6 separate regions of the Mus musculus genome follow, and all the other regions are linked to region 1. The links are chromatin contacts, called in public HiChIP or PLAC-seq, Micro-C and promoter capture Hi-C maps. All regions are on one chromosome and are shown on one strand. The core of a region is the stretch at or near the end of the contact, and the rest is flanking DNA. Distances in the headings are between cores, read along the strand shown.

The links. Promoter capture Hi-C pulls out the DNA fragments that hold promoters and counts their contacts. A called contact is a pair of places that touch in the nucleus more often than the background predicts. HiChIP or PLAC-seq counts read pairs in DNA pulled down with a chosen protein or histone mark. Capture Hi-C pulls out chosen DNA fragments and counts their contacts.
Region 2: a Micro-C map of muscle stem cells shows a contact between it and region 1, with 6 times the contacts expected there. The contact joins the enhancer-like site here to the promoter of Ascc2 in region 1. A contact is called at or near these places in 7 of 39 promoter capture datasets (cranial neural crest, hematopoietic stem and progenitor cells, hippocampal neurons and 3 more), 1 of 484 Hi-C or Micro-C datasets (muscle stem cells), 2 of 115 datasets of contacts at active chromatin or transcription factors (effector CD8 T cells and embryonic stem cells) and 2 of 9 other capture datasets (adipose tissue and liver).
Region 3: a contact with region 1 is called in a promoter capture Hi-C map of pancreatic islet. The contact joins the promoter of Nf2 here to the promoter of Ascc2 in region 1. A contact is called at or near these places in 14 of 39 promoter capture datasets (the 3T3-L1 cell line, 3T3-L1-derived adipocytes, the C10 cell line and 9 more), 2 of 484 Hi-C or Micro-C datasets (forebrain and regulatory T cells), 9 of 115 datasets of contacts at active chromatin or transcription factors (the SCID.adh cell line, bone marrow-derived macrophages, cardiomyocytes and 4 more) and 3 of 9 other capture datasets (adipose tissue, liver and pancreatic islet).
Region 4: a contact with region 1 is called in a promoter capture Hi-C map of adipose tissue. The contact joins the promoter of Nipsnap1 here to the promoter of Ascc2 in region 1. A contact is called at or near these places in 3 of 39 promoter capture datasets (the C10 cell line, the SN4741 cell line and liver), 2 of 484 Hi-C or Micro-C datasets (CD8 T cells and embryonic stem cells), 1 of 115 datasets of contacts at active chromatin or transcription factors (memory CD8 T cells) and 2 of 9 other capture datasets (adipose tissue and macrophages).
Region 5: an H3K4me3 HiChIP or PLAC-seq map of bone marrow-derived macrophages shows a contact between it and region 1, with 3 times the contacts expected there. The contact joins the enhancer-like site here to the promoter of Ascc2 in region 1. A contact is called at or near these places in 11 of 39 promoter capture datasets (the 3T3-L1 cell line, 3T3-L1-derived adipocytes, the C10 cell line and 8 more), 3 of 115 datasets of contacts at active chromatin or transcription factors (the SCID.adh cell line, bone marrow-derived macrophages and embryonic forebrain) and 3 of 9 other capture datasets (adipose tissue, liver and pancreatic islet).
Region 6: a contact with region 1 is called in a promoter capture Hi-C map of hippocampal neurons, with 6 times the contacts expected there. The contact joins the promoter of Hormad2 here to the promoter of Ascc2 in region 1. A contact is called at or near these places in 19 of 39 promoter capture datasets (the 3T3-L1 cell line, 3T3-L1-derived adipocytes, the C10 cell line and 13 more), 8 of 484 Hi-C or Micro-C datasets (the N1E-115 cell line, cerebral cortex, embryonic stem cells and 3 more), 5 of 115 datasets of contacts at active chromatin or transcription factors (the NIH/3T3 cell line, bone marrow-derived macrophages, embryonic stem cells and 1 more) and 1 of 9 other capture datasets (adipose tissue).

What each region holds. Positions count from the first base shown.
Region 1 is chr11:4,634,755-4,639,242 of GRCm38.p6, reverse strand. Ascc2 (activating signal cointegrator 1 complex subunit 2) reads right to left here and starts at 1,493. Exons shown (of 20, transcript NM_029291.2): 1 at 1,421-1,493.
Region 2 is chr11:4,769,501-4,774,075 of GRCm38.p6, reverse strand. All of the region lies in intron 16 of Nf2 (neurofibromin 2), which reads left to right. Among named protein-coding and RNA genes, the nearest start is that of Cabp7, 25 kb to the right of the region's middle. Within about 2 kb of position 2,090, at least 24 of the 459 cell types and tissues checked have an H3K27ac peak or open chromatin away from gene starts, as enhancers often do. A contact at or near this core is called in muscle stem cells, where this site is marked.
Region 3 is chr11:4,846,808-4,851,189 of GRCm38.p6, reverse strand. Nf2 (neurofibromin 2) reads left to right here and starts at 1,646. Exons shown (of 17, transcript NM_001252250.1): 1 at 1,646-2,318. The coding sequence starts at 2,205.
Region 4 is chr11:4,871,492-4,876,211 of GRCm38.p6, reverse strand. It overlaps Nipsnap1 (nipsnap homolog 1), which reads right to left and starts at 2,261. Exons shown (of 10, transcript NM_008698.3): 1 at 2,109-2,261. The coding sequence starts at 2,206.
Region 5 is chr11:4,824,035-4,829,006 of GRCm38.p6, reverse strand. The region is part of intron 1 of Nf2 (neurofibromin 2); the gene reads left to right. Among named protein-coding and RNA genes, the nearest start is that of Nf2, 23 kb to the left of the region's middle. Within about 2 kb of position 2,641, at least 64 of the 459 cell types and tissues checked have an H3K27ac peak or open chromatin away from gene starts, as enhancers often do. A contact at or near this core is called in the SN4741 cell line and bone marrow-derived macrophages, where this site is marked.
Region 6 is chr11:4,438,953-4,443,634 of GRCm38.p6, reverse strand. Hormad2 (HORMA domain containing 2) reads left to right here and starts at 2,553. Exons shown (of 11, transcript NM_029458.1): 1 at 2,553-2,758.

The DNA.
Region 1 (4,488 bases), core at 244-2,743:
GAGGTTGACCTTTGACTCCACACATATGCATTTGTACCCACATGTATGTGAACCCGGGATACAAAACCAAATGAGCAGAGCAGCTCGTCAGTGTTCCCACCCAGTGTTCTCTTTTTTTAAAATAACACCTTGGCCTTATCCACAGGAAGGACATGTGTATTGGGCCAGCCATGCAATGGAGATCAACGAACCCTTTCAAAAGGCATGCCAGCAAAAGAGCATATGACACACATGAATACATCAAGGCTAGGAGGAGGAAGTCACTATGTCCTCACAGACAAGCTGAGGATATGACCAGCTATTTCTTACCAGGTGATATAAAACATATTGACAAGTCAATATGTCTGGCCCAGCCCTGGCAATATAAGACATATTGATAAGACAAGAGCAGCATGTTTGTTAGATACTGAGTGCTCTTCTAAGTGCTTTTCTTGGCATTAACATAATTTTGTTTTCAAATACTAGGAAACAAGGTCTTGCCATATAAACTGGCTCTTAACTGTAGCAATCTCCTGCCTCAGTGTCCTGAGTGCTGGTATACACTACTATATGCAACATCACACACCACTCTTTCCTCGCATTCATTCATATATATATACATATATATATATATGAATCAATTAATTAATTAATTTTGTTACATCGTAGACAGGGTCTCATGTAGCCTAAGCTGTTTTTGAACCAATCTTTCTGACTCAACCTCCTGAGTGCTGAGATTACAAGTATGTGTCATCACATCTGACTCTAGATGCTTCAGTCCCAACTATGTACGCAGGCACTAGACTTTGAGTTTTAAAAGGACCAGGACCGGTGTGCACCACTCTACAGTCTATGCTGGGCAAAGCAGCAGAGGCCAATCAATAGTTAACTGTTTCCGGGTGGACGGGTGGAGGGTCGTGATATAATCAACAGTTGTAATATGCCAGAGAGCATCTCGGAGCTACTGTTGCTTTAGTTTCTCTATCAGAAAACCTTCTCTGGTCTTCTCCCTGTAGTCTCTCTCCTTGTTACTCACTGTCATATCTTTAATGTGTAACTGTCTCCTTCCTCTAGACTGTAAGCTTCACGAGAGCAGAGCCTCGTCTGTCCTGCTCTTTGTACCCTCTGCGCCTAGGTCTGTACTAGGCACGTGGCTGTCGATCAACAAATACATGCTGAACAAATGAATGAACATGGAGGAAACTGAAGCTTGGGAGAAGGTGGTGGGGACCGGGGATCGTCCCAGGTCTCTCTAGGACCAAGCCTTAAAATGAACCGGAACTCCAGGCTCTGGTTCTCCAAGTGGGGGGAATCACAGCGGCTGGGGCAGTGTAAGCCTGGCTCCGCCGCGAAGCCCGTGGGCTGGAGGGTGCCGAGGGCGCCCGAAGCACGGTCCTGGCTCCTCCCGAGCACCACCGGTGGGGCCCCGGCACGTACTTACCTCCCCGGCTCCACACCCGAGATGTTCAGCTGCAAAACACCACAGCTTCCACAGATCCAGCACTTCCGGGGTCAAACTGCGATTCCGTAGGCGCAGAAAGGAAGCCAACCTGCTCTGCCTGGCCCCGCCCCCGGCGCCAACTGTGGAGGTGGGGAATGCCACGGCCACGCCCCACAGAGACGACCCCGCCCCCTGGAGGCGCAGGAATTTGACCCTGACCACTCCCTCTTGGTGGCCACCCTCCTGGGTTAAGGCAATCCAGTTTGGGAAGCTCTCAGAAATCCAGGCTTCCACCCTACTCAGTTACCAGTTTTCAAATTTAATCCAGAGAAGTTTGAACGAGTCAAAATCACAAATGTGACGTTGAGAGAGCAGAGGAAGGCAGATGAGCTCGTATAGTTCACTTACCGAACGCTCTAAAACAGTTAAAAATGTGTAGTTATGGCTTTTGATGGTGGTTACTTCTTAGGTTAGTAAACAGGAAGATCCCACAAATGAAAATGGAGGTCTTCATCTTGGCGGTGGCCACATACACAGACGGACAGATGGGTTTACTTAGGCAGACTTAGCAAATTGTACACTTAAGATTTGTCCATGTATTTAGCCGGGTACACTGTAGGCAAGCTGACCCAAAACTCACTGTGTAACTCAGTATAGCTTGGAACTGATGACTATCCTCCTGCTTCAGCCTCGCAGATGCTGGAGTTAAAAGTGTCTACCACATGTTGTTTAAATCAGAAAGGCTGAGTATAGCTATTTTAAGAACAGGATACATTTTTTCCAAAGAAATGTCTCAGATGGTGAAGAGCTAGTGGCTCCCAAGGCTGGATAAGGATCATCACAGAAAACTAGTGGGTAATAGCCAGCTGCTGCTGCTGGTGCAGCCTGTAATTCTAGCCCTTGGGAGGCTGAGGAATGACTGAGGGTTCCAGGACAGCCAGGGCTATACTGTGGAAGGGCTCACATTGTCAGGAAAACAAGCAAATAGTTGTGAAGTAATGGGAGAGATGTTAAGCGGCTGAATTAGTGGGTAGATGGGCTCTAAACCAGAAATGGGAGGAGTGTGCTAATTGGTTATATTTCACCACGAAAAAAGTTCTCACAGACTTTGCAGCTTATTACAAAACAGCCCACATTTTCTTTGATTAAGAATCTAAACCTGACTGGGTGGTGGTGGCACAGGACTTTAATCCCAGCACTAGGGAGGCAGAGGCAGGCTTATCTCTGTGAGTTCAAGGCTAGCCTGGTCTACAAAGTTAGTTCCAGAACAGCCAGGGCTGTTACACAGAAACTCTGTTTTGAAAAACAATAAATAAACAACGGATCTAGGCATGACTTAGCAAGTCCTGTTTACATCTGAGTGTCCCACAAGACTTCAATCAAGGTATCAGCCAGGGTTGGAGTCCCAGCTGAAGGTCCAAAAAGAATTTGCTTCCAAATTCACAAACCATGTCCTGTCTGTCTGTCTGTCTGTCTGTCTCTGTCTCTGTCTCTTTCTCTCTGTTTCTCTCTGTCTGTCTGTCTATCTCTCTGCCTGCCTGTCTGTCTGTCTGTCTCTCTGACAGTGTTTCTCTGTGTAACTCTGGCCCTCCTGGAACTAATAGTAAACTGTAACTAAGTTTATTAACTAATAATAAACTGTAGGCCAGGTTGGCCTTGAACTCAGATTTGCCTGCCTCTGTCTCCCAAGAGCTGGGATTAAAGCTGTGTACCATCACTATCTAGTTTGCTCTTTCTTTCTTCCTTCCTTTCTTTTCTTTCTTTCTTTCTTTCTTTCTTTCTTTCTTTCTTCCTTCCTTCCTTCCTTCCTTCCTTTCTCTCTCTCTCTCTCTCTCTCTCTTTCTTTCTTTCTTTCTTTCTTTCTTTCTTCTCTCTCTCTCCTACCCTCTCTCTTTCTTTCTTTCTTTCTTTCTTTCTTTCTTTCTTCTTTCTTTCTTTCTTCTTTCTTTCTTTCCTCTCTCCTACTCTTTCTTTCTTTCTTCTCTCTCTCTCCTACTTTCTTTCTTTCTTTCTTTTTTTTAAAAGATTTATTTATTATTTATTATATGTAAGTACACTGTAGCTGTCTTCAGACACTCCAGAAGAGGGAGTCAGATCTCGTTACAGATGGTTGTGAGCCACCATGTGGTTGCTGGGATTTGAACTCCGGACCTTCGGAAGAGCAGTCGGGTGCTCTTACCTGCTGAGCCATCTCTCCAGCCCCTCTTTCTTTCTTTCTTTCTTTCTTTCTTTCTTTCTTTCTTCTTTCTTTCTTTCCTCTCTCCTACTCTCTTTCTTTCTTTCTTTCTTTCTTTCTTTTCTATCTTCTACTCTTTCTTCTTTCTTTCTTTCTCTCTCTCTTTCTTTCTTTCTCTTGATGGGGTTTCAGTATGCTTATTATGAAGCTCACTCAGGCTGGGCTTGAGTTCATAATCCTCCTGCCTCCATCATTTAAGTAAAAGTTAGCATTACAGGCTTAAATCACCATACATAGCTCAACAATTTTCTTTCTGTTTTATAAAAAGTGTTTTGGTTTTTTTGTTGTGGCTGTTGTTATGTGTGTGTGTTTGTGTGTGCAGTGGTGGGGTGCCACAGTGTGCATGCTAAGCTCAGAAGACAACTTTTAGAAGTCAGAATTGTTGAGGTAGGATCTTATTTCTGCAGCAAATATCTTGATCTTTAAAAAAGATCCCTATGGGATCTGTGAGGTGGTTCAGGGGGTAAAGTTACTTTCTGTCAAGTCCACACGGTAGTAGGAGATGACCCCAGGACCCATCTGGGTGGTACAAGAGAACTGACTCCTGCTGAGTTGTACACACCACATGTTGTGGGTCTGTGCACATATCTACACTAAATAAATGTAAAAAAAAAAGTTTTAAATAAAAATAAAAAGAATCCCTAAGTCCTGCAATTCTCACCTCATCATTATAAGACTTCAATAAAATAGACAATTTCATCACATAGTAGGGTGCTATGGTTGGATCAGAAATGACCCCCAAAGGACATGGGCTAGAAGTATGGATGCCAGCTGATGATATATTGGTGGGGGTGGAAACCTTAGGGCGAGAGGCATGGTGGGCATGTCCTGG
Region 2 (4,575 bases), core at 841-3,340, 130 kb before region 1:
TGGGCAAATTTCTCCATAAAGGAATTGGATTTGTTTATTGGCATGGAGTTGCCCTCTCATTTCACTTCTGTTTAGGGATATGCATGTGGACAGCTCTCTATGCACACATCATGAAGACAGCATTTGGGTGCAAGACATTACTACCAAGACTACAGAAAGCTTAATGTGCTCAGTTTATAGTGGTGCCCTCCCTTTGTTGGCACTTCCACCTTGGCTCCGTGGGGTTTTAGGAAGGGGAATGTTTATTGCACCCCAAACAAAGATCATGTTGAATTTGCTGGTGCTGGCTCTAACTGTCACCTTTCTGCTCCAGAGTCTGCTTGTTCCCTGCAGATCCTCGTGCCAGAGAATCTGCATGTCCTTTTCTCTCTCCACCCTCCCCTGCTCCTTCATTTTCAATATGTAGTGGCGAGGAGGAAGTATAACATGATTTTAGGGCTTGCATTTCAATTCCACGGCATTTTTATGGGACAAGCTGAGTCTCAGCACTGGGGTTATTAGGTTAGTATCTAAAATGGGTTCGGCACTGTGGGTCTTATTATTTAAAATGAATTAGGCAGCCCCCTCCCACCTGCATCTTCTCCCTGGGGATGAGTGGATTGAGGCGAGGCCCCCAGGGACTAGTGTAAGGAATCCTGGTGCCCTGATTAGTTTGTTCTTTCAGCTTAATTGTAGAGCTGCTTTTCTCCCCACTGATAACCAAAGTGGCGCTGTCCTGTCCGCCTCTCCACTCCCTTTTGCATTAGGACAAGATTGTCACAATACAGCCTTGTGAATCAATTTCCTTTCTGTGCTGATGAAAGTGTAATTCATTCTTAATCAAGCAGCCTTGCTGCTGCAGGATTCATGCTGGAATATATTTTGTTACCCTTCTATCACTCTGGGAAAATGGTCCCCAAAAAAGGAGGAGAGATGGGGAGAGTCGGCAGTCTGCCATCTCACAGTGGGTTTTCCAGCAGGGGGCGCTCTTGGAGTCAATGTTGGAAGCACCCTAGCAGTTAGACTCCAAAGTCCTGGGCCATCAGATGGCAACACTGGTCATAGGTACCTTCTGGGCTTGTGGCCCACCAGGCCAGCCCCGGAGCTGTTTCCCAGGAGCATCCTGATGGAGTCCATGTCTTACAGTGAGCAGGAGACAGCTCAGTCTGCAGATCCACGCACCGAGAGAGATGAGAGCAAACCAGCTGGGTGGCAGGGCCTTTCTGAAGGATTTGTTGTTGTTTTGTTTTGTTTGAAACAGGGTGGCCTGGGACTCAACGATCTTTCTGTCTTTACCTTTCTAGTGCTGATATTTAAAGGTTCCCTCCAGCATTTCTAGCAAATCTATTTTTTTTTTCTTATATTTAGTTTATTTGCAGTGATGGGAATTGAACTGTAGGCCTTGTACATCTTTAGACAAGTGCTGACCACTGACCCAGCCCCATTTTTTTTTTTTAGGACAATGTGTCTACTGTCTAACCTTGGATGAACAATTTAGAATGCACCTGTCTCAGCCTCCTTAATGCTGGAATTATAGGCATGTGCCTGCCTTAGCTTCTTGTCTTTTGTTCATTTGTTTGGTTTGGTATTTAAAATAGGGCCTTGCTGTGTAGTTCTGGCTGGTCTGGCATTCTCTATGCCAGCCTGGCCTCAAATGCTGTACTATGCCTGCCTCTGCCTCCCAAGTACTGGGAATTCAGGTATGCAGGCCTGTCCTATTATGGAAACAGATGTATCTCCCAAATCCAAACTTGTTTAGATTTGCTGGTTTTCCCATTTTTGTCATTTAATGCATAATTTGGGGAGCAGGGGGTGGAGGGCTTGCTTTGCTAAATGGCTTCTGTCCTCCCTTCTACAGCCTGATCATTTGTGGCTAGGAGGAAAGGAGGGTCTTCCAGGGGCTGTCTGTATATGCCGAGGTGGGAAGGAAGGTCAGAGGCCCTTATGATTAAAACAAAGCCACATAGATCTGCTGCAGAGAAAGAAAAGGAAGTTGGTCTCTTCAAATTAGAATTGGATTAGTGACAGCCTCGAACAGCCGGCTCATTCAAGAGAGCACTGAATTCCTCCTGTATTATTCACTGGGCTGGTTCTAGTCAGATGTGAAGAGACAGCTGGAAGAGAGCAGCGGGTCAGCTAGTGCCTAGTGACGAGGCTGCATGTTCTTTTAGTCATCTCTCGAGAGGAAGCTGGCAGGAGCCCGTTGGATGGAGCACTCTGAGCAGGTTCCTCGTGGCTTCTAGCCTTCCCAGAGGAGCAAGGCCTGACTGTCCAGATGCCTGTGTTGCCCTTGTCTGGATCCAGTGTGAGTTTTGAAGGTCTATGCATTGCAGAGTGTAGCAAAGTAGCCATTGGTCAGCATGAGCTCAGCTAGCTTGTTCATGGATTCAGGTAGGGACACCAGACATAGGCAGGCCCCAGAATTGACCCAGCATGGTACATGGGGCCTGGTGGCATATCCATGTCATGAGCACGTCAGTCTCACTGCCTGATGGAATACAGGACTCTCCTTGTCCAGTCTAACCTCCCAGGTATCTTAGTGGTGTGAGCAGAGCCTGCACCCAACATTAAAGGAGTCTGCCTCCACAGCCTCAGGGGTACCGCACCCCACATTCAGATGATGCAGCTTCACAGCCAGAAGCACACGTGAACACTTTGAGGTTCTGCACCCCACAATTAAGGGATCCACCTCCATAACCAAAGGGTGCACATGAACACCGTGGCTGGGTTCTTTTAGAGACTGGGCTCTTTGGGTGGTTGGTTTTCTGAGACAGGGTTTCTCTGTATAGCCCTGGCTGTCCTGGAACTCACTCTGTAGACCAGGCTGGCCTCAAACTCAGAGATTCGCCTGCCTCTGCCTCCCGGGTGCTGGCATTAAAGGTATGCACCACCATGCCCCACCCCCTCAGCTGAGGCTGGAATCTTAGTGGAATTGTCTCCATAGCACTCCCTGCATCTTACAGAGGCGTTGCTGTGCTGTGTGCATAGAGATCCAGTCCTGTCACTGGGCAACAGGGCAGCCCAAGTGGTGGGGCTCGTGGATATAAGACTCTCATAAGAAACCCAGGATGTTTGTTGAAGGGCTCACCATGTTCCACTTTCTCTAAGCCTGAGCCTTTCCTTTCATGGTTATCTCCTGCTTGAAGCTCTAAGTGTGGAAAGCAGCCTTCTAGAATGATCCTTGCCTATATCAAAGACAACAGGTGGAAATAGATCTCATGGGTCAGCTTGCCCACAGAGTGCCTAGCCAGGAGCATGGCCAACAGAAACGAGTAGCAGTGCCCAAGATGAGAGCTTGGGCTCTGAAACGCCTCCGTTGTGGGGCTCAGCGGGTACCTTGAGTGCATACTAAAAAAGGAAGCTCAAGGTTTCTCCCCAAATACCCTTGAATCACTGTCTGCCTCCCTCCTGCATGAGCTCTGCCCTCCAGTCCTGCCAGGAGGAGGGCATTTGATGTCTTAAGATAAAGGATACTGCTGAGGGAGCAGTCAGAGGTGGCCACTGGAAGCATTCCAGCAGTGGGAAGTGAGCACACACTATAAATTCCTCAGACTTTGGGTTCCCTGATGGAATTAGAAGTGCCAAGAACTGCTTGGTAAGGGCATAAGGTAGGATAGTCTGTCAGGCTTCCCTGTGAACTGGGAGGTGACCATAGGAGGCTCTCAGCTACCCTATACAGTGGATTTATGGGCCTTGGGGCCCCTGAAATGCCACTCTCCTGCCTGTACTGTCCTCTGCACTGAGGACAGACCCCCTTCTGGTAAGAGAAGAGATTATCTCTCCTTGCAGTGGAGCACTGGTGAGATTCTGGTAGGAGCATTGTTGCACCCTAACAAGCTCATCTTGAGTACCTGGAATTGCATGTTGCCAAAACCCTCCCCAAGCACCTTGAGGGGACAGCCAACATGCTTGGGTAGTGGATCCAGGAATTCTTGGAGCCAACATTGTTGAAACAGGAGAGAGACTTTCAGAGGCCCCCATTGCCTGGGCGTCCTGCCTGGGGAAGTAGCCAGGCCTCTCAGGTCACTGTCTATCCTGACTCAGAGGCTGGCACAGTGCATGGCCCTTCTGCCTGAATCTTACCCTAACCAGGACTGTTTCCCCAGGCGGGGTTTGATGCCACCGTAAGGAATGATACCTGATGAGCCCTCGGCGTGAACCAAGTGGGCGTCTAGCATTTTCTCTGCCACCCCATGAGAAAGTGCTGCATCACCCCGTGTCACAGTTGGTTTATGTTTCGCTGTGCCAACATTTCACTGAAAGTGGCTCTGGGTGTGTCCTGTCCCTGCCTGCAGGCTCCTTATCCCAAGAAACCTCCTGAAGTTGTCCCAGAACTGTGGGGACACTTTTGGATTCAAACCCTTCCCGGAGAGGATTTTGGTCCTAGATCTCTGGTGCCATCTTCTTTCTCCTTTACTACCTTTGGTCCCCATCATCACAAAGCGCACCCCCACTGGCCCCTCTCTGCTGCCACTGCAGGAGAGACCCAGCCAAATGCAGTTCCCGTCTGGAGGGTGTTTACCTCGGCAAAGAAAAGCTCTCTCCATTCCTGGCAGAACGAGGCTTCCATGGAGCTTCTGGAATTGATTCTGCCGA
Region 3 (4,382 bases), core at 397-2,896, 210 kb before region 1:
AATCCTCCTGCCTCTGCCTCCAGAGTGCTGGGATTAAAGGCATGTGCCACCATGCCTGGCTCCAGGGCTATGGTTTTAAGAGAGGCTGAGGAAGAGGACATGCTCAGGGGTTCTAGGATACCCCAAATAACACAGGAAGACCCTGTCTCAAAAACAAACAAATAGACATACAAAGGTTGGAAAGGTGGTTTAGTGCCTAAGAGTAAATGTTGCTTTCGCAGAGGACCCAGGTTCAGTTTCCAACACCCATGCAGTAGCTAAGGACTGAATTACAGTTTCAGGGGCTTTGGAACCCTCTTTTGACATGTGTGCCAGGTATACATGCAATGCACATATGTGCTGTAAAACATTTATATACATAAGATAAAAAAAAAAAAACAAAACTGTGGTGCTTTGACTAAGAACGGTCCCATAAGCTTATATTTGAATGCTTGGTCACCAAGGAGTGGCCCTATTTGAAAGAATTAGAAGGCTTAGGAGGTGTGGTCTTGTGGAAGGAAGTCTATCATTAGGGGTGGTTTTTGAGGTTTCAAAAGCCCATGCCAAATGGTTGTCTTGCTTTCCAAGCCTGCAGATCAGGATATAGCCATCTCTCAGCTACTGCTCCAGTACCATGCATGCCACCATGCTCCCTACCATGCTGATAATGGACTAAACATCTGAAACTGTAAAGAAGAAAAAGTCCCCAATTAAATGTTTTCTTTGATACGAGTTGCTGTGGTCATGGTGTCTCTTCACAGCAGCAGTGCCTGGGGAATGTATCTTTAAAACAAGTAAAAACTCTACAAATCCCCAGAAAGTTGAAATTTTCCTAAGCATATTATACATTTGATGACGTTAAGCTACAAGTACTCCAAGTATGTAGCTTGGAAATTAAAACAAAACAAAACAAAAAAACCAAACAAAGGAACAGAGGGTAAAATGAAAATTCTTGCCGGGCAATAGTGGCGCACACCTTTAATCCTCAGCACTTGGGAGGCAGCAGCAGGCGAATTTCTGAGTTCGAGGCCAGCCTGGTCTACAGAGTGAGTTCCAGGACAGCCAAGGATACAGAGAGAAACCCTGTCTCGAAAAACTCAAAAAAAAAAAAAAAAAAAAAAAAATAAATAAAATTAGCTTTCTATATGTATTAAGCAAGTTTCAATTCCTCAACCACCTAGTAAGGTAAGGACTATCATGAATTCTGTGGTTATTCTAATTCTCTTAAAAAGAAGTTGAAGGATCTGGCAGGCAAGTCGGGGCAACTTAAGCGGCCTCACTTCGTGTTTTTAAAGTTTGAAAAATATTGAGTCAGCATATATAATTAAGTGTCAAAAAGGAATTTCGGCCGGATGTCCCAGATACGACTGAAGCTCTGGTAAGACGCTATAAATGGGATCTCTCACTGACTGCAACAGTACCTCGTGCGGTGCAGTCCCGGCCTCTACAGGTTTCCCGGGAAAGGCGCCGCCCGCTCCTTCTCAACCAGTCTTGCTAGAGTAGGAGTATACTTTAGGAACAAAAGCGCTCGGAGTGACCGCATCTACAGCCACTCAACGCCGAGAACAGACCGGCGGCCCTCGTTCAGTGCAACTTTCAATTGGTGGAGTAGGCCTCCAGGAGGCGGGACGAAGCGGAAGTCCCGCTTCCTTTGGCGTTCCTGCCAATCACAGTATCTTAGAGAAAAAAGTGTTAGGGTGAGTCGCTGAGTAGCGTAGTGGGAGTCCGGAGGGCGGGGCGGGGCGGGGATCCGGCAGGTCGCTGAGGTGGGGGTTGGTAGAGGACGCTTCCCGAGGGCGCGCGGAGCGGAGCTGGTGACAGACACGCACGCGCGTGTGCGCTCCCAACTACTGCGCGGCCCCGCGACCCTCGGGGGTCGCTGAGAGGCCCGGCGTCGGCGCCGCAGCCGTCTAGGATTTCTGTCCAAAGGCGTCCCTGGCGTCCCCAGCCCGAAGCTCCAAGCTCGGGGCTGCGCGTGCTTTTGCCGGCATCTCCCCCCGACCCCCCCGTCGTCAGAGACTGTCCCTTAACTCATCTTTCCGCACCCACAGCCGGGTCCTCGCGGCCCATGCTGGCCGCTGGGGACCCAGGCAGCCTAGGTCTGTCTCGGGCCGGCCAGCCGGCCACCATGGTGGCCCTGAGGCCTGTGCAGCTACTCCAGGGGGGCTAAGAGACCCAGAACGCGGGCCTAGGGGTGAGGGGATCCAAGGCCGGTACCTCGCGCCATGGCCGGAGCCATCGCTTCTCGCATGAGCTTCAGCTCACTCAAGAGGAAGCAGCCCAAGACATTCACGGTGCGGATCGTCACCATGGACGCCGAGATGGAGTTCAACTGCGAGGTAACCGGCCGCCGACCCCGACGGGCTGTGAGTGGAGAGCCGCGGAATCTCTGCCTGTCTGGTGGCAGCGACGCGGGTCCCTACCCATGGGGTGCCCTCGCTGTGGTGACAGTCGAAGTGCAAGCTTAAGGGATTCCGTATATATCATTATCTGGAACCGGAAGAGGCTTTCTAGGGCCAGATCACAAGTTAAAGCTAGTTGTTTGTTTGCTTGTTTGTTAAAGTGGGGTTCTTGGTTTTGGCATTTCCCGAAGGTTATTTTCATTCATTTGTTATTGGGAAACACTGGAATCTTCCGTAGAAACGAACCGGTGTGCAGTGTGTAGAACTCGCGCCTAAAACTCCAGGGAGTTTTTCGCTAGGTATTAACTGTGTACCCTAGGTCTTAAAAGTTACATCTAGTTATATTGGAAGCTCGTACTTTTCCCTGTTCCAAAATTTTCAGTTTCTGGAAAAAACTCTTTGAGGAAAGAGTGTCTTACATTTACTCTTTATAGTTTCTAACATGATGATAATAGCTATCATTTTGTTGAAGAGTGTGTATGTGAGTGAGTGTGTGTGTGTGTGTGTGTGTGTGTGTTTGTGTTTTCAGGGCCTTGTGTATGCTAGGCATGCACCCCATCACTGGGTTGTATCCACAACCCTGAACACTTGCTAAGTGTCAGACATTTACACATTTGACTCTCAAAAAACAAACAAACAAAAAAGCAAAGCAACAACAAAAAAGCCAGTCAGATAGGTCCTGTGCCACTGGAATATACTTGGTTTGCTTCCCTAGCCTATTGCTTTTAAAATCCTTGGAATCGCCAAAGTATTCGTTTTCTTTTTGTGTGTTAATGAGCTGGATGCTGTTGCCATGCTATAGTAGTTTTAGAATTCAGCCTGGTTCCCAGAAAGGATCTTTAAGGTTGGGACTTCTCAGTTCTTCCCTTAAGACTGAAGGATCAGCCAATGATTTAACCGACAATGCCTATATAATTAAGCATCCATAAACTGAAAGGATATGGCTTAGAGAGCTTCCATCTGAACATGTGCTCTAGTAGTGGTATAGTATAAACTATAGTAGTAGTATGAACTCTGCACCGTTTCCCACATGCCTTACCGTATACATTTTAAAAGATCTTATAAGCTGGGCAGTGGTGGCACACACCTTTAAACCCAACACTTGGGAGGCAGAGGCAGGTGGATTTCTGAGTTTGAGGCCAGCCTGGTCTACAGAGTGAGTTCCAGGACAGCCAGGGCTACACAGAGAAACCCTGTCTTGAAAAAAAAGGTCTTATAATATCGTGTGCCCCTTTTAATATCCTATGAAAAATAGGTAAATGTGAGTGTTTTTGCCTAAGTTCTGTGAGGTGTAGTACTAAATTAGCTGAACCCAAAGAGGGAGTTGTGGAGTTGTGGCCCTTCAGTTTTGTAGCTAGTCGGAAGCATGTGATTGGCCTCAGAAACTGGAGGCAGTCTTGTGTGGCTGACACTGCAGAAGATGGTAAAAGCCTCTCTTTTAAAGGTGGAAAGAAACCTTATTTTTTCCTTTATGCAGAGTGCCTGAAGATTTTGAACTTGAGCCTGAGCTTTTAGCCAGTATGATACCTAGACTCTCGAGCAGTTTAGCCCTTGCTACCCGAAGTGTTGATTCATGGCAAGCAGGATTGGTAGCCACGTCAGGAGTCAGGAGTTGCCAGATTGTTTGCACCTGTGGCTACATAGCCAATCACTTCAGCTTTACCGGCTTTGGAGTTGTGTTGGAACTACTCAACTCTTTAGCTTTGCTCTTCTATAGGACTGACTTAAGCAGGACAGTATCACAACTCACTGACATTTTCTACTCCAAAACTGATGGAAATACTTCTGAACACAACCTTTGGAAAAGGCAGCAAGAATGGGAAGCTAACAAAGTAATAAGATTGGGACCTTGCCGGGGGCGTGGTGGCCCACGCCTTTAATCCCAGCACTCAGGAGGCAGAGAGGGGCAGGTGGAGTTCCGAGTTCGAGGCCAGCCTGGTCTACAGAGTGAGTGCCAGGACAGCCAGGGCTACACAGAGAAACCCTGTCTGGAAAAACAAA
Region 4 (4,720 bases), core at 1,012-3,511, 240 kb before region 1:
CGAGGCCAACCTGGTCTACAGAGTGAGTTCTAGGACAGCCAGGGCTATACAGAGAAACCCTGTCTCAAAACAACCAAACAAACAAACAATAAATGAAGAAATAAAGGAAAAACAGATGATCTTGGGCCAGTGTAAAGGCACTGGCTGCCAAGTCTAACAACCTGAGTTAGATACCTGGGAGCCACAAGGTGACTTCCACACATGTGCCATAGGACCGACCATATGACATGTACATGTACATACACACACACAAATACAAGTGTTCATTTGCATATGCACACAAAGTAGTTTTTAAATTATGTTATGTGTTGGTTTTTGCCTGCATGGGCATCACTTGCACACCTGGACCAGGCCGGAAGAAGGCCTGGAAGTAGAGTAACAGGCAGCTGTGAACCAGTGCATGCGTGAGTGCACATGCGCTGGGAATCAACCTCTGTACTCTTAAAGAGCCAGTGCTCAGAAGTGTGAGCCATGTCTCTAGTCCTCAGAATAACTTTTGTTTGTTTGACTTTCTATGTAGTCCTAACTGTCTTGGAGCTGGGTATGTAGAACTATGAGGGCTTCCAACCCAGAGATCCTCCTGCCTCTGCCTTTTAAGTACTGGAATTAAAGGTGCATGCTGCCACACCTGGCCCAAAATAATTTTTTTTTCCTTTTGGTTTTTGAGACAGGGTCTCTCTGTGTAGCCCTGGCTGTCCTGGAACTCACTTTGTAGACCAGACTGGCCTTGAACTCCAAGATCTGATTGCCTTGAGTGCTTGAATTGAAGTCATGCACCACCTCTAGGCTTAAAATATTTTTTTAAATGTTATAAAAGATTATTTTTCTGGATATCCTTTCTCACAATGACAGAAATTGTTTGAGGCATAAGCATGGTCTCTTTAATCCAATGAGGGCTGGAGATGTCATTGTTTACTTGGTGGAGAGAGCACTACATTAGCCTAGCATACCTAAACTCCTGAGTTCTCTTCCTAGCAATAGAAAACAAGGCTATCAGACACATCCTATTTTCTCCTCCTACCCAAGGTCATCCCTCCAGAAAAGGCTGAGTTTACAAGGTACACTCTAGGCTTTTTTCCCATTGTCGGCTTCTCTCTCATTACCCAGCACGGAAGTGAAGGGCACGCGTCCCAACTCTTCTATCCGTGCTTTCCTAATGTGCACAGCGATCTAACGGAACTCCATGGCCACATTCTTGGGCTGGGGCAGGAGTAACGCAGGTCCCTTTCCACAGGTGTGAGGGCAGGTGTTCCACTTCTTTAGCTAATGCTTTTTGCACAAACCCTGTCCTAAAACTTGTGAGGGTGTGGGGCTGGGGAAACAGGAGAGCAGGGTCAGAAGTGCTCCGGGTGATAGGTGCAGAGATGGGGGTAGCACCGGGCGTGGCATCGAGGAGGGAGGAGCAGCCCAGAGCCAGTCAGGGGAAGGAAGCCAAGCTCTCCAAAGCCAGAATTGAGCCTCTCTCCTAGGAGGCCACCAGCCGTGGTACAAAGTGCAGAGTGCATCGTAAGACCTGGGTCCTAACATCCAGAGCTGCCTCCACATGGCACGGACGCTGACCTTGAACAGCTCCCACCCCACTCTGTTGACCCACCTGTACAAAGCAGGGTGCGGAATCACTTTGGGAATTCCCACCGTACCCCCAGTCCTCCTCTCCTTCCAAAACTTTCTGCTGGCTCAGAAGACCCCAGCGCGTGCTAAACCACAAAGGCCAGGCAAAAGGCTGCCAATATCCTCTGCCTTCGTCCGGGATCCAGGGCTCAAAACCTGTCCCTCCCACTCACCTCATTTTTTATTCTCAGCCCAGATCCAGGTCCCAAACAGGACAAAGAACCTGCCCAGCTAGGCATGGTAGTGCACACCCTCACTATCTGGGAGGCAGAGGCAAGAAGATTCCGAGGTCGAATCACATGTAGTACGAACCTGTTTAAAAACCAAAACCATCCCCATACCTTTTCACCTTCCCCATTCTTTCTCAGCCTCAGGCCTACATCCTGGTAGCTCTCTGCCTCTAACCCCTCAATTCCAAATCCGAGAGTCTGTTTTTCATTCCAGCCCCCTCCCCTGCTCCTGTTCCGGGCACGCAGTCAGCCCCGTCGGCCTCTCACCGCACAGCACCCGCAGCCGCGAGGTCCCCAGCACGGGGTCTCGGCTTCGTGAATAGCCGCCGTGCCGCTGCAGAGATGATGCACAACCGCGGAGCCATGTTGGACCGGAGCAGGTTGGAGGAAAGCCACGCCTCAGCCCAGTGGCTGGGGGCAGGACTAGAGAAAACCACGCCCTCCCCTCGCCAGCTTCCCTTTCAAACACAAGCAGGTGGGAGTCCCCCAACTCTACAGTTGCACAGTCCATACCCACACCTCCGAGCTCTTGAAACTCTGCAGCTAACTAGTTCTGTTCTCTTCAACGACCTTTTCCCCTCTGTACCTGGGAATTCATCTCGATAATCGCAGGGTTGTATGTCCTGGACATTCTGAGGATAAACTAAAGACAGTCTTTATACCCCTAAAATTGTTCACAAACTATGTGAGTTCCCTTCCTCCTTGGGTGCTGGAGGTGGAGCCCAGGACCTCACACATGGCTTGGCAAATGTTCTGTCTACATCTTGTGTTCTTCTGTGTCAAGGCATCAACAGACAATATTTGTCTATTCAAAAGAACAAAATCTATAACAATTTTTAAAAGAGAGAGAGAGAGAGAGCCTGGGGGGGGTCCAGAAGCCTCAAATATCCTGGAACTGGAGTTTAAAGGAGATTTTGAGGCACTCTAATGGGTACTGGGATCCAAACTCAGGTCTCCTCCAAGAGCTTTTAAAGGCAGAACTGTCTCTTTAACCATTTAAAACAGATGGACAAGACTCTGAGCAAGCAGGATGCTCTTTCTCCAAAGCCCGAGTGTGATGGTGCACTTAAGAGGCTGAGACGAACTGGGCAGTGGTGGCGCATGCCTTTAATACCAGCACTCGGGAGACAGGCGGATTTCTGAGTTCGAGGCCAGCCTGGTCTACAAAGTGGGTTCCAGGACAGCCAGGGCTATACAGAGAAACCCTGTCTCGAAAAACAAAATAAAACAAAACAAAACAACAACAAAAAGAGACTACGGAATTAAAACAACAAACAAAAAACATTTTCTCTTCACTGTCTATTCACCTGGAGGCTCTATATTTGCTTTCTCAGCCCACACAGAGATGGATCCCTTCTGATCCCCTGGGGGACACAGGGACAGAGACACACCAACGGGGGAGTGGGGTGGGGGAGGATGCCAAGCCACCGACTGTAATTCGGTGCAGGGGATTTACAGCCGGTATAACTAACTTCCGGAGTGCTTCAAACTGTGAGTCTGGCAAGTTAGGTCTCATCTAAGATCTTGAGACAGCAAAGGTTGGCTGAACAAGTCCTATCTGTACTTCTTGGCAGCCAAGGCCTGGTGGAGCAGACAAATCACTCCAATCACTGCTGACTGAAACCTCCAAGGCAGAGATGTTAGCCATGCCCCGCCCCCTCCATCAGCTAGGCTACTGGCAAGTGAGCCCCAAGGATCTCCTTGTCTATGCTTCCCCAACATTGGGATTACAAGCAACCTCTCCTGCTGTGGTGCTGGGAATCGAACTAAGGTCTTTGGGCTTATACTAACGTGACCCAGTCCGTGGGTCAGACAACAGGGTGAGAGAGAGAGAGAGAGAGAGAGAGAGGGAGAGAGAGAGAGAGAGAGAGAGAGAGAGAGAGAGAGAGAGAGAGAGAGAGAACTGAGGGGGCAAGAGATGTGAAGAATGGAGTGGAGACAAGACAGCCTGTCTGATCAAGTCTCCAGTCTCCAGTCTCATTTATTGTAAGGCAGCTATGGGTATATATAAGCACAAGCTGGGGTGGGGTGCAGCTGGAGACACTTAACCACAAGTCCAGGATGTATAGGAGAAAAACAAGATGTTATCAGAGTGTGTTCAGCTGTGGTGGGCTTCTTGTAAAACCAGCCTGCTAGGAAAACCAGTCTCTTGTCAGGGTGGACAAGCACCACCTGTAGGTAAACAGCCCAAGATGGCTGCAGAGATGGTAGCCGCTTTCTGCTAGGAGTCGGCTTCCAACACTAACTGAGCTATCCTCAACCCAGCCATTTAAATTTCAACTATGTGGGAGTTTGGATGGGAACGACCATCTTAGGCTCACATATGTTTGAATATTTGGTGTCCAGCTGGTGGAGCTATCTGGGAAGGACTAGAAGCGTGGCCTTGGTTGAAGAGCTATGTCATTATGTGCAGGTTTTGAGGTTTCAAACACCCACAGCCATTTCTATCACCTCTCCTGTGGATCAAGATGTGATCTCTCAGTTACTGCTCCAGCACTGCGCCTGTCTTATCTGCTGCCATGCCTCCTGCTATCATGGTCATGAACTCTAAGCCTCTGGAACATATGTAAGCCCACAACAAACTCTACAAATATTGCCTTAATCATGGGTTTTATCACAGCAATAGAAAAGCACCTGAGATAAACTGTGATTCTTTTTCCCCCTTTTTTATTTAATTTTGTGTGTATGTGTGCATGCAGGAATGTATGTATGTGTACCACATCTATGTAGTGCCCAAGGAGGTGAGAAGAGGCACCATGTAGTCTGGAAGTTACAGATGGTTGTGAGCCAGGATGAGGGCGCTGGAAACCAAACGCAGGTCCTCTGCAAGAGCAGCCAATGCACTTAATGCTGACCCATCTCTCCAGCCCTTCCTTTGA
Region 5 (4,972 bases), core at 1,392-3,891, 190 kb before region 1:
CTGGAACTCACTCTGTAGACCAGGCTGTCCTTGAACTCAGAAATCCGCCTGCCTCTGCTTCCCGAGTGCTGGGATTAACTGCTGCACCATTTCTCCAGTCCCCTGATGATCTTAATTTGGTCTGCAGGATCCACATGGTGGAAGGAGAGAACCAACTCCCTCAAGCTGACCTTTGACCTCTACATTTTTGTGTATACCCCCTCCCCAAATAAATGGAATTTTAAAGATTATTTTAGAGGTCTATAGAGCCATCTAGTGCCACCAAGATGATTTATTTGTCAGATAAAGGTGCTTGCCACCAAACATGATGACCTCAATTCAAAAGGTTTGGGGCCCAAATGGTAGAAGGAAAGAACTAACTTTGACAAATTGTCCTGTGATCACATGCAATCACATATGCATGCACACAAATAAACAAAAATGTAACAACAAAAAAAGGAAGGTCTATCATTATGTAAATGTAGGTCTGAAAGGCTTATGTGCCTGTCATCAGGTGTCAGAAACACTGTTTTTTTTGCTCCACAGTTCAGGCTAGCTCAGAATTTGTGTCCATCTTCCAAAGGGCTGGGATTACAGGCTTGTGTCATCAAGCCCTGGCTAGGAATATTTTAATAAGAAAATAAATAGGAGACACATCCCATTCATCTTGGCTTCTATTCGTGCTATTGTTATATGCATCTCTGCTTTGATCTAGTGTCCTGACACAGCCCGGTCCCAGGTCAGTTGTGCAGAATGAGAGTTGTCACATGTACCAGGCCCAAGCTACATATTCAGCCCTGCATTGAACATTCAGTGCTGCAGATTGGAAATCATGCTGTTTGTCATACCCTAGAAAAGTGCAGAGAACATTCCTTTACTTTGGAACAGCTTGGACCCAAGTGCAGACACACTGTTCCTTCAAGCTGGCATGACCTTCCTTTTGTCAGCTTTCTCCACAAGACCTAGATCAGCCAGTGTCTCCTCAGTGAAGCTCCCCTCCCTAAAGTTTCCTGGGCACAGCCTGTTCTGTTAGCACTTAGCAGATTTGTTTTTCCTTATTCATTTACCTGTCTTCCGTGTCAGACAGGAACAGGGACTGTGTCTTGTCTTGAATTCATCATTTATCTCCTGTGCTGAGCACAAAGACTAGGATGTAGTGGGTGCTCAATAAATGTTTGTCAAATGAGTGATAGTATGGTTAGCTCAATGAGAATTGATGGTGCCCTTTTCCACCTGTCATCCATCACTGTGGTATGAAGTGGGGCCGGGAGGCCTTAAGCAGCACACACTTGAGAATCAAAGGAGGGAGGCAAAGTGAGAATTAAGAAGAGCTACCCCTTATTGAGTGTTTATTTGCTCTGGGCCCAGCACTGTCTTAGTCTTTTTTCAATGTATGAGTGCACTTAATCCTTAGATCAATCTGTTAAGACAGGTTCTGCTTATTCTCCTTGTAAAAGCATAAGGAAGTTCAATAACTTGCCCAAGGTCACACAGCAACAGCACTTGAGATAAATACTGGTGCAGATTAGTCACTTATCTATACCTTTTTGGCTGTTTCCTAGAAAGAAGCCCTGAGATCTTGAGGTATCCAACTTGTGTAATGATTTAACTTGCCTTCTGTATGTCTGTGTTCTATCCTATAGCACTCAGGCTGACATTGAACTCAGTCCTCCTGCTTCAGCTTTTGAGTGCTAGGATTGCAATTGTTGGTGTGTGCCAGTATGTGTAGCTGTAGTTCAGTTCTCATTTTTTTCATATCTGTGTGTGTGTGTGTGTGTGTGTGTGTGTGTGTGTGTCCCAAGTGCAGACACATGCCATCAGGCTGGCATAACCTTTTGTCAACCCCTTCCACCCCAAGACCCAGCTTAGCCAGTGTGTCTCCTTAGTGAAGACCACTTCCCTCAAGTCTCCTGGGCTTGAGAGGAAATCTCTTTCCTCTTGCCACCTGAGGACCTCCTCTTGGTCCTGAGGGTCAAACTCAGGTGATCAATTTGGTGGCAGGGTGCCTTTACCTTAAACCGTTTCACTGGATTACTTTGGTTCTTTTGTAAGTTCAGAAGTATTTTCCAGTAAAACTAAAATACTTCATTTCCCCTAAGAACCCTTTTTGTTCTAGACCTTTGTAGAAACTGTTCTCTCTGTAACACCCTTTCTTGCTGTCTTCTTCAAACCCAATCTTGCTCTTGGCTTCTCTTTTCCACCATGAGTCAGTCTAGATGTCATTTCTGTGAAAAGGGGGTTTTCTTTCTTAGGAGTCCCAACAGTCCCTGGGTATCCCTGTCATATCAATTGTTTCAGTGTTGAAAACCTCACTGTGATGATCATCTGTTCTTGGCTGACTTCTGCTCAAAACTGTAAATGTGAAGACTTGTCCCTTGTTACCATCGATCCTCTGTACCTTAAGCACCCCTGTCCTGGACACACTGTGTGCTCACTGTTTGTCCTAGACACACTGTGTGTTCACTGTTTGTCCTAGACACACTGTGTGTTCACTGTTTGGATAAGGGATGGATATATGGGCTAGCTATGATCTAAGTCTCTGAGCCTTGAGTTTTAATGTCACTTAGTCAGTCATATTAGATGCTGCTGTAGGATGTCTTGTGTACTCTGTGTACTCTCCATTGGTCACTGGGGATGATGACTAATGCCATTCCTAGTTAGAGATGCCTACAGTCTACAGAGATCTTCCAATGACAGTGAGTCATCTGAGCATCAGCATAGTGCAGTACCAGACAGGGAAATAATCATGCTCAGGCAAATCGATTTGTACCAAGAAGGCCAAGCATCTCTTCCACAGCAACTCGACAACTCTCTAGACCACCTCTGGCCAACAGTTCTTGTTTGTACAGAAACAGAAATTCAAAAAAGGAAGATAAAGGAGATCTTATACATTTGAGAAAGAACATGTTGAAAAGCAATGCCTTTTATAGGTGGAGATTAACCAAACAGAAAACTTGTAGGTCTTTTTGTTTTATTATTGTTGTTTTTGAGTCTCTGTGTATAGTCAAAGCTCACTTCCTCCCTCGACCTCTCAAGGGCTAGGATTCCAGGTGTAACCCAACATGTCTGGCAAAACAAACAAACAAACAAACACAAACACCAAAACAAAACTTACTAGACAAAATATTTTCTTTTGTTTTGGAATGAGGTCCCACTATACTACCCTGAACTATCTTGAACTCCTGGGCTTAAGTAATCTTCCTGTCTCATCTGAGAATGTTTTGTTTTATAAGTGAAGGTCTTTTAAATTTTTTTTTTTTCTTTTTCGAGACAGGGTTTCTCTGTGTAGCCCTGGCTGTCCTGGGACTTAATTTGTAGACCAGGTTGGCCTTGAACTCAGAAATCTACCTGCCTCTGCCTCCCAAGTGCTGGGATCAAAGGTGTGCGCCACCACTGCTCGGCTTTAATTTTTTAAAAAATTTAAATTTATTTACTTTATGTCTGTGTGGGAGCCCATATATGAAGATCAAAGGATTAGTTGTGGGATTAGCTCTCTTCTACTGTCTTAGTTAGGCTTTTACTGTTGTGAACAGATGCCATGACCAAGGCAGCTCTTATACTGACATTCAGTTGGGCCTGGCTTACGGTTCAGAGGTTCAGTCCAGTATCATCAAAGCAGGAGCATGGCAGTGTCCAGGCAGGCATGGTGCAGGAGGAGCTGGTTCTGAGCTTCATCTGGAGGCCACTAGGAGAAGACTGGCTTCCAGGCAGCTAGGAGGAGGGTAATAAAGCCCACAGTGACACACCTACTCCAACAATAGTGACACTCTCACTCCCTGGGTCAAGCATATACAAACCATCACACCTACCTTGTTGTCCCAGAGAAGGAACTGGGGTCTTTAGCTTTGTGGCACATGCAGCTGAGCCAGCTCCTAGCCCAGAGAGCTTGAAGCTTAAATGTCTTTAAGGCATCTCTACCTTGCTTGCTGTGGGTTTTGGTTTTGGTTTTGTTTTTGAGACAAGGTAGACTTGGTTGACTTGGAACTTACCATCTAGACCAGGCTGGTTTTGAACTCAGAGATCTGCCTGCTTTGGCGTTCCAAGCTGGGATTAAAGGTACATACTACCAGGGTACTTGCTTTCTTTAGGCAGCTTGTCTAAAACTCAGTTGCTCATCTCTTTCCCCCAAACGTGTTGCTTTTTCTGTGTTCCTTCTCTCTTTTCCCTGCGATACCAGGTGTTCACGCTGGAAATGAAGGTAGGTGTCCTTTTTAAATTTTTCTCCTTCTAGCCTGTTTAAATGTTGTTCTGGGGCTGCCTCCTTTCCAGTCCCAGGCTATTTCTCTCCTACTGCCTTTTTTTTTTTTATTAGGTATTTTCCTCGTTTACATTTTCAATGCTATCCCAAAGGTCCCCCATATCCACCCCCCCAATCCCCTACCCACCCACTCCCCCTTTTTGGCCCTGGCGTTCCCCTGTACTGGGGCATATAAAGTTTGCAAGTCCAATGGGCCTCTCTTTCCAGTGATGGCCGACTAGGCCATCTTTTGATACATATGCAGCTAAAGACAAGAGCTCCCGGGTACTGGTTAGTTCATATTGTTGTTCCACCTATAGGGTTGCAGTTCCCTTTAGCTCCTTGGGTAATTTCTCTAGCTCCTCCATTGGGGGCCCTGTGACCCATCCAATAGCTGACTGTGATCATCCACTTCTGTGTTTGCTAGGCCCCGGCATAGTCTCACAAGAGAGAGCTATATCTGGGTCCTTTCAGCAAAATCTTGCTAGTGTATGCATCCTACTGCCTTCTTGATGACAGGAGAAGTCTGCTCTGTGCTCTTGTCCAGACTGCAACTGTTCCTTCCCGGCAACTTTTCCTTACCCAGTAGAGTACAGGCAGAAAGCAGATGAGTCCTCAAAGCCAAAGGCTGAAGTGAGCCACCTGCTCCAGCACACACCCACTCCTGAGGCTGGCTGTCAGTTTTAGCCTCATCGGATACGATTGTGGTTTTTGGTGGTGGTGGTTTTGTTGTTATTGGTGATGGTGGTAGCTTTT
Region 6 (4,682 bases), core at 1,304-3,803, 200 kb after region 1:
TTCCCTATTTATTTCTGGGATATTGAGGATTCACCTGAGGGCTGCATGCTGATTGGGCCAGGTGCTCTACTGAGCTATATAGCCATGATGCTTCTTTTCACTTGTATGTATGTATGTATGTATGTATGTATGTATGTATGTATGTATGTATGTATGTGTCTTAGTCAGGGTTTCTATTCCTGCACAAACATCATGACCAAGAAGCAAGTTGGGGAGGAAAGGGTTTATTCAGCTTACACTTCCATACTGCTGTTCAATACCAAGGAAGTCAGGACTGGAACTCAAGCAGGTCAGGAAGCAGGAACTGATGCAGAAGCCATGGAGGGATGTTCTTTACTGGCTTGCCTCCCCTGGCTTGCTCAGCCTGCTCTCTTATAAACCCAAGACTACCAGCCCAGAGATGGCACCACCCACAAGGGGACCTCCCCCCTTGATCACTAATTGAGAAAATGCCTTACAGCTGGATCTCATGGAGGCATTTCCTCAACTGAAGCTCCTTTCTCTGTGATAACTCCAGCTGTGTCAAGTTGACACAAAACTAGCCAGTACAGTATGTATGTATATATGTATGTATTTATTGGCAGGACCTTACTTACTAACCTACTCAGAGAGGTCCTCCTGTCTCAACTTCCCTAATGGCTGAGAATACCTGGCACACACCAGCACATTTGACCCACCAATGTTTGTCAAGTGCCTACCATTTGCCAGGTACTATACCGAATATCTGGAGATATTCTGATGAAGCTTGTTTGTTTATCTCACACACATTCTAGATAGAGCAGGTTAAGAAAGAAATGAAACCCATTATTAAATGCCATAAAAGAAATAGAATAATAAAAAAACGTGAGAAAATAGCTCTGTGAATATGTTAGATGGCCATTAGTGTAAAGGCAAGACAGAAGGCCTTTGAACATGGCGTTGATTGGCTGAGCTCAGACTGCAAAGCATATGATAATTAGGTTAGTGTGTGCACATGTGTCTGCAGGCACACAGGCATGCATGCATGTACTGGTCAAATGGACAGAAGCCAGGGTCATTGGGGAAGAGGGAACTTCAGTTAGAGATTGCCTCCATTAGATTGGCCTGTGAGCAAGTCTGTGGGGACATTTTCTTGACTGATGTGGGAGGGCTCAGCCCTCTGTGGGCTGTCCTGTGTTGTGTAAGAAAGCAGGCTGAGCAGGCCTGAGGAAGCAAGGCAGTAAGGAACGTTCTTCTGTGGCCTCTCCTGCAGATCCTGCCTCTAGGTTTCTGTCCTGCTTGAGTTTCTGACCTCTCTTCAAGATGCTGTGTAAGCTGGATGATAAAATATGCCCTTTCTCCCTCCAAGTTACTTTTGGTCATGATGTCTTTACTACAGCAAAGGAAAACAAAGACAGACAGGCAGTATAGAGGGGAGTCTGAGGGTCCAACCAGGAAAGTTAATTCTGAGACTTGGAATGGACCTTTAAAACCAAATAAAAAGTTACTTCTGGAAAGTACAGGATCCAAGCAGAACCTAGTTGGAAGGAGGGACTGCTGGCAGTCTAGAAACCATTTTGATTGTGAAGATTGGAGGGAGGGGCACTAACTATGGCAAAGGTTGAAAAAATCTAAACTATTTTTACCTGGATTGTGGTTTATGTTAGGTCTCAAACCCAGACAAATGGCTGAGGTGCCTATTTAACATATTAAAGCAGACATGGCCACCAGGTTCTCCCAAGCATCTCTCAGTCCAACCAGGGCCTTTCTGTCTGGCAAACCTTGTCCCTACCCTGAACTCTCCACCTACGGGCTGGGGTGCACTTCCCTATATAATCCAACCATTTTGGTTACCCCCCCCCCTTTTATTGCCTCCTGGTCATTGCACCCGGTTCCCCTTCTCCTCTTTCTCATACCTTGCTCCCTCTCCTCACATGGCTCAGGGTCATCATGACCACTCTGGACTCTCCTAGGTGTCTCTGCTTCTGGCTATGTCTCCCTCTTGCTCCCTAGTGTACACACACACACACACACACACACACACACACACACACACACGAGAAAGGCGGGGATGGGGATGGGGGTGGGGCTAAGATAGGTGAAGCACAAAGAAAGGTTAATATAGGCAAGTTTTAGCCGCATAATTAAACACTACAGTAGAAGATTACAGTGGGGTCCAAGTCTAGGAAAGAGACTTGCAAAGCCCCCAGGACTGCAAAGCGCTCTGTTTGAGTCCAGGCCCTCCCAGGCTCCAGCCTCAGATCTTGGAGAACCCCCATCAGGTGTACTGTTCCCATCAGCCATGCCCTGCCTCTCCTCAGTTCTGGTTATGTAGGTGATCCAAGTGGGCGTCCCCTCACAGTCCGCAGTCCTCGAAGGCTCCAGGAGCTCCCCACACCAAGGGAACGCAGGCTCCGCCCACAGCCCGGGTGGGTAGGCTGCCTGCTGCCCTATTTTGCATATTCATGAGGTAGAGCAAGGCCTGCTGAGGGGCCAACCTTAGACTTAGGCATGAGGAGACTCCTGTGGCCCTGGCCGGAAAGTCGTAAAGCCGAGGGGTGGGCTTTGCCAGGAAAAGCCGTTGGCCTCTGCTGAGGTAAAGGCCGAGGGGAAGGCCTCGCCGCGTGTTCACACGCGGGGTCTCCGGAGGAAGGCGTTCGGGTGGGTTCTGGGGTCTTCAAGTTCACACTTCTCTGTTCTTTTTAATTGACTGGGTTCATCTGTGGAACTCGCCAGCCCTCTGAGGAGAAGTGTAATCGTGTAATCGTGGCGGAGGGCCAACGAGGACCGGAAGCTTCAGGTATCATGGTTGCCTACTCTGGACGGTGAAAAACTTCACACGTTAAACAAAGAGCTGGTGGCGATGCGGTGGCGAGGAATGAACTGGTAGACCTTGAATTTCCATCATTTTAATAGCTGAATGATTTAGGCCTTTTTTAAAAGTTGGAACTGGAGATCACTAAATTAAGTGAAATAAGCCAGACCCAGAACGACACATAGTCAGGTTTCCCTAGTGTGTGGAAACCTGATTTAGATGCACATATACATGATAGGAGCATGAATGGGCCGTGTAGTACGTTATCTGCTCACCTAGTGAAAGCAAAGTGTAAGCGTGGTTCTTGCCCCTAAAAGGTGGTAGATTTTATTAGGACGATAGCCTAATTTCTCCTTCATCAGACCATTCATTTCTTGAGGCAAAGACCATATTTAACTTTTTGTAATCCCGTGTTTTACCTGGAACAGTGCAAATTGCACAGTAAACGTTGAATATATGGATTAATGGAACTAGCATGAGAAATATATTTTTAAAAACCAAAGAGCGTGAACAAATACCTAATTAATACAGTAGGAACCGCTTAGTCCGAGCAAGCATGAAGTAGCAGAATTATCAGGGACAAATGGAATTTGTGAAAATGGTGGCTAATAATTTATTGACGTACGCTCAGCAAAAGGTTTAACAGGGAGGACTTGGGCAAACCAAATTCTCTTGCTGATCTTCAATTTTTTTATTAAAATTTGATGGTTTTTGTTCGTGTTTTTTTGTTTTTGCTTTTTGAGTCAGGTCTGTTTGTTTGTTTGTTTTTGTATTTGTTGTTGTTGTTGTTTTGAGACAGGGTTTCTCTGTATAGCCCTGGCTGTCCTGGAACTCACTTTGTAGACCGCCTGCCTCTGCCTCCCGAGTGCTGGTATTAAAGGCGTTTATTAAATCCGGTTTGAGTCAGGTCTTTGTGTAGCCCTGCTGTCCAGGCCTCCAACTCAGAGATTACCTGCCCCTCCCTCCTGAGTACCACCCCAAAGGTGCTCGCCATATAGCCCAGAGCATTTTACTTCTCTCTGTGCACATCTGTGTTTTCATACACCTGGAAATTCGTGTGCATTTGGAGGTCAGATGTTAGTGTCTATTACCTTCTTTGCTTGCTTAGTGTTAAAAAATGGTTTTTATTTGTATTATTATTTTTTAACTTGTATAGGTGTTTTGCTTTATGTATGTGGGGGCCTAGTGCCTACTGAGGGCCGAAGAGGGCATCAACTTTACTGGGTCTGGTGTTGCAGGCAGTTGTGAGCTGCAGGTGGGTGCTGGGAATTGAACCTGTATCCTCTGGAAGATCAGTCTGTGCTCTTAACCACTGAGCCATCTCCCCAGCTCCTTTACCCTTTTTTTTTTTTTTTAAAGACAGGAACTCTCATTGAAGCTGGAGCACTTAAAAAAACAAACAAACATACAAACAAACCTTCAAAAATACCAAGCTCAACAGATATAATTTTACTCTTAATTTAATTCACAATAAGTAGTCACATACACAAAATAGATATAATATACTATGTATTGCAATGAGGACATAACTTGAGCTTGGCAGAGGTGGTAGTAGAAATCGGGGCATTGTTTCTTGAAAAACTAAACCATGTCCAGGAGATAGTAATTTGAAGTAGAAGAGGATGTTTCAGACCAGAAGAATATTGCTAAGAGAAAGTAAAGCTGTACAAATGACTGGTGCATAAGAAATATCAGGGGAGGGCTGGAGAGATGGCTCAGCGGTTAAGAGCACCAACTGCTCTTCCGGAGGTCCTGAGTTTAAATCCCAGCAACCACATGGTGGCTCACAACCATCCATAATGAGATCTGACGCCATCTTCTGGTGCATCTGAAGACAGCTAAAGTGTACTTAGATAAAATAATAAATAAATCGTAAAAAAAAAAAAAAAAAAAAAGAAAGATATACCTT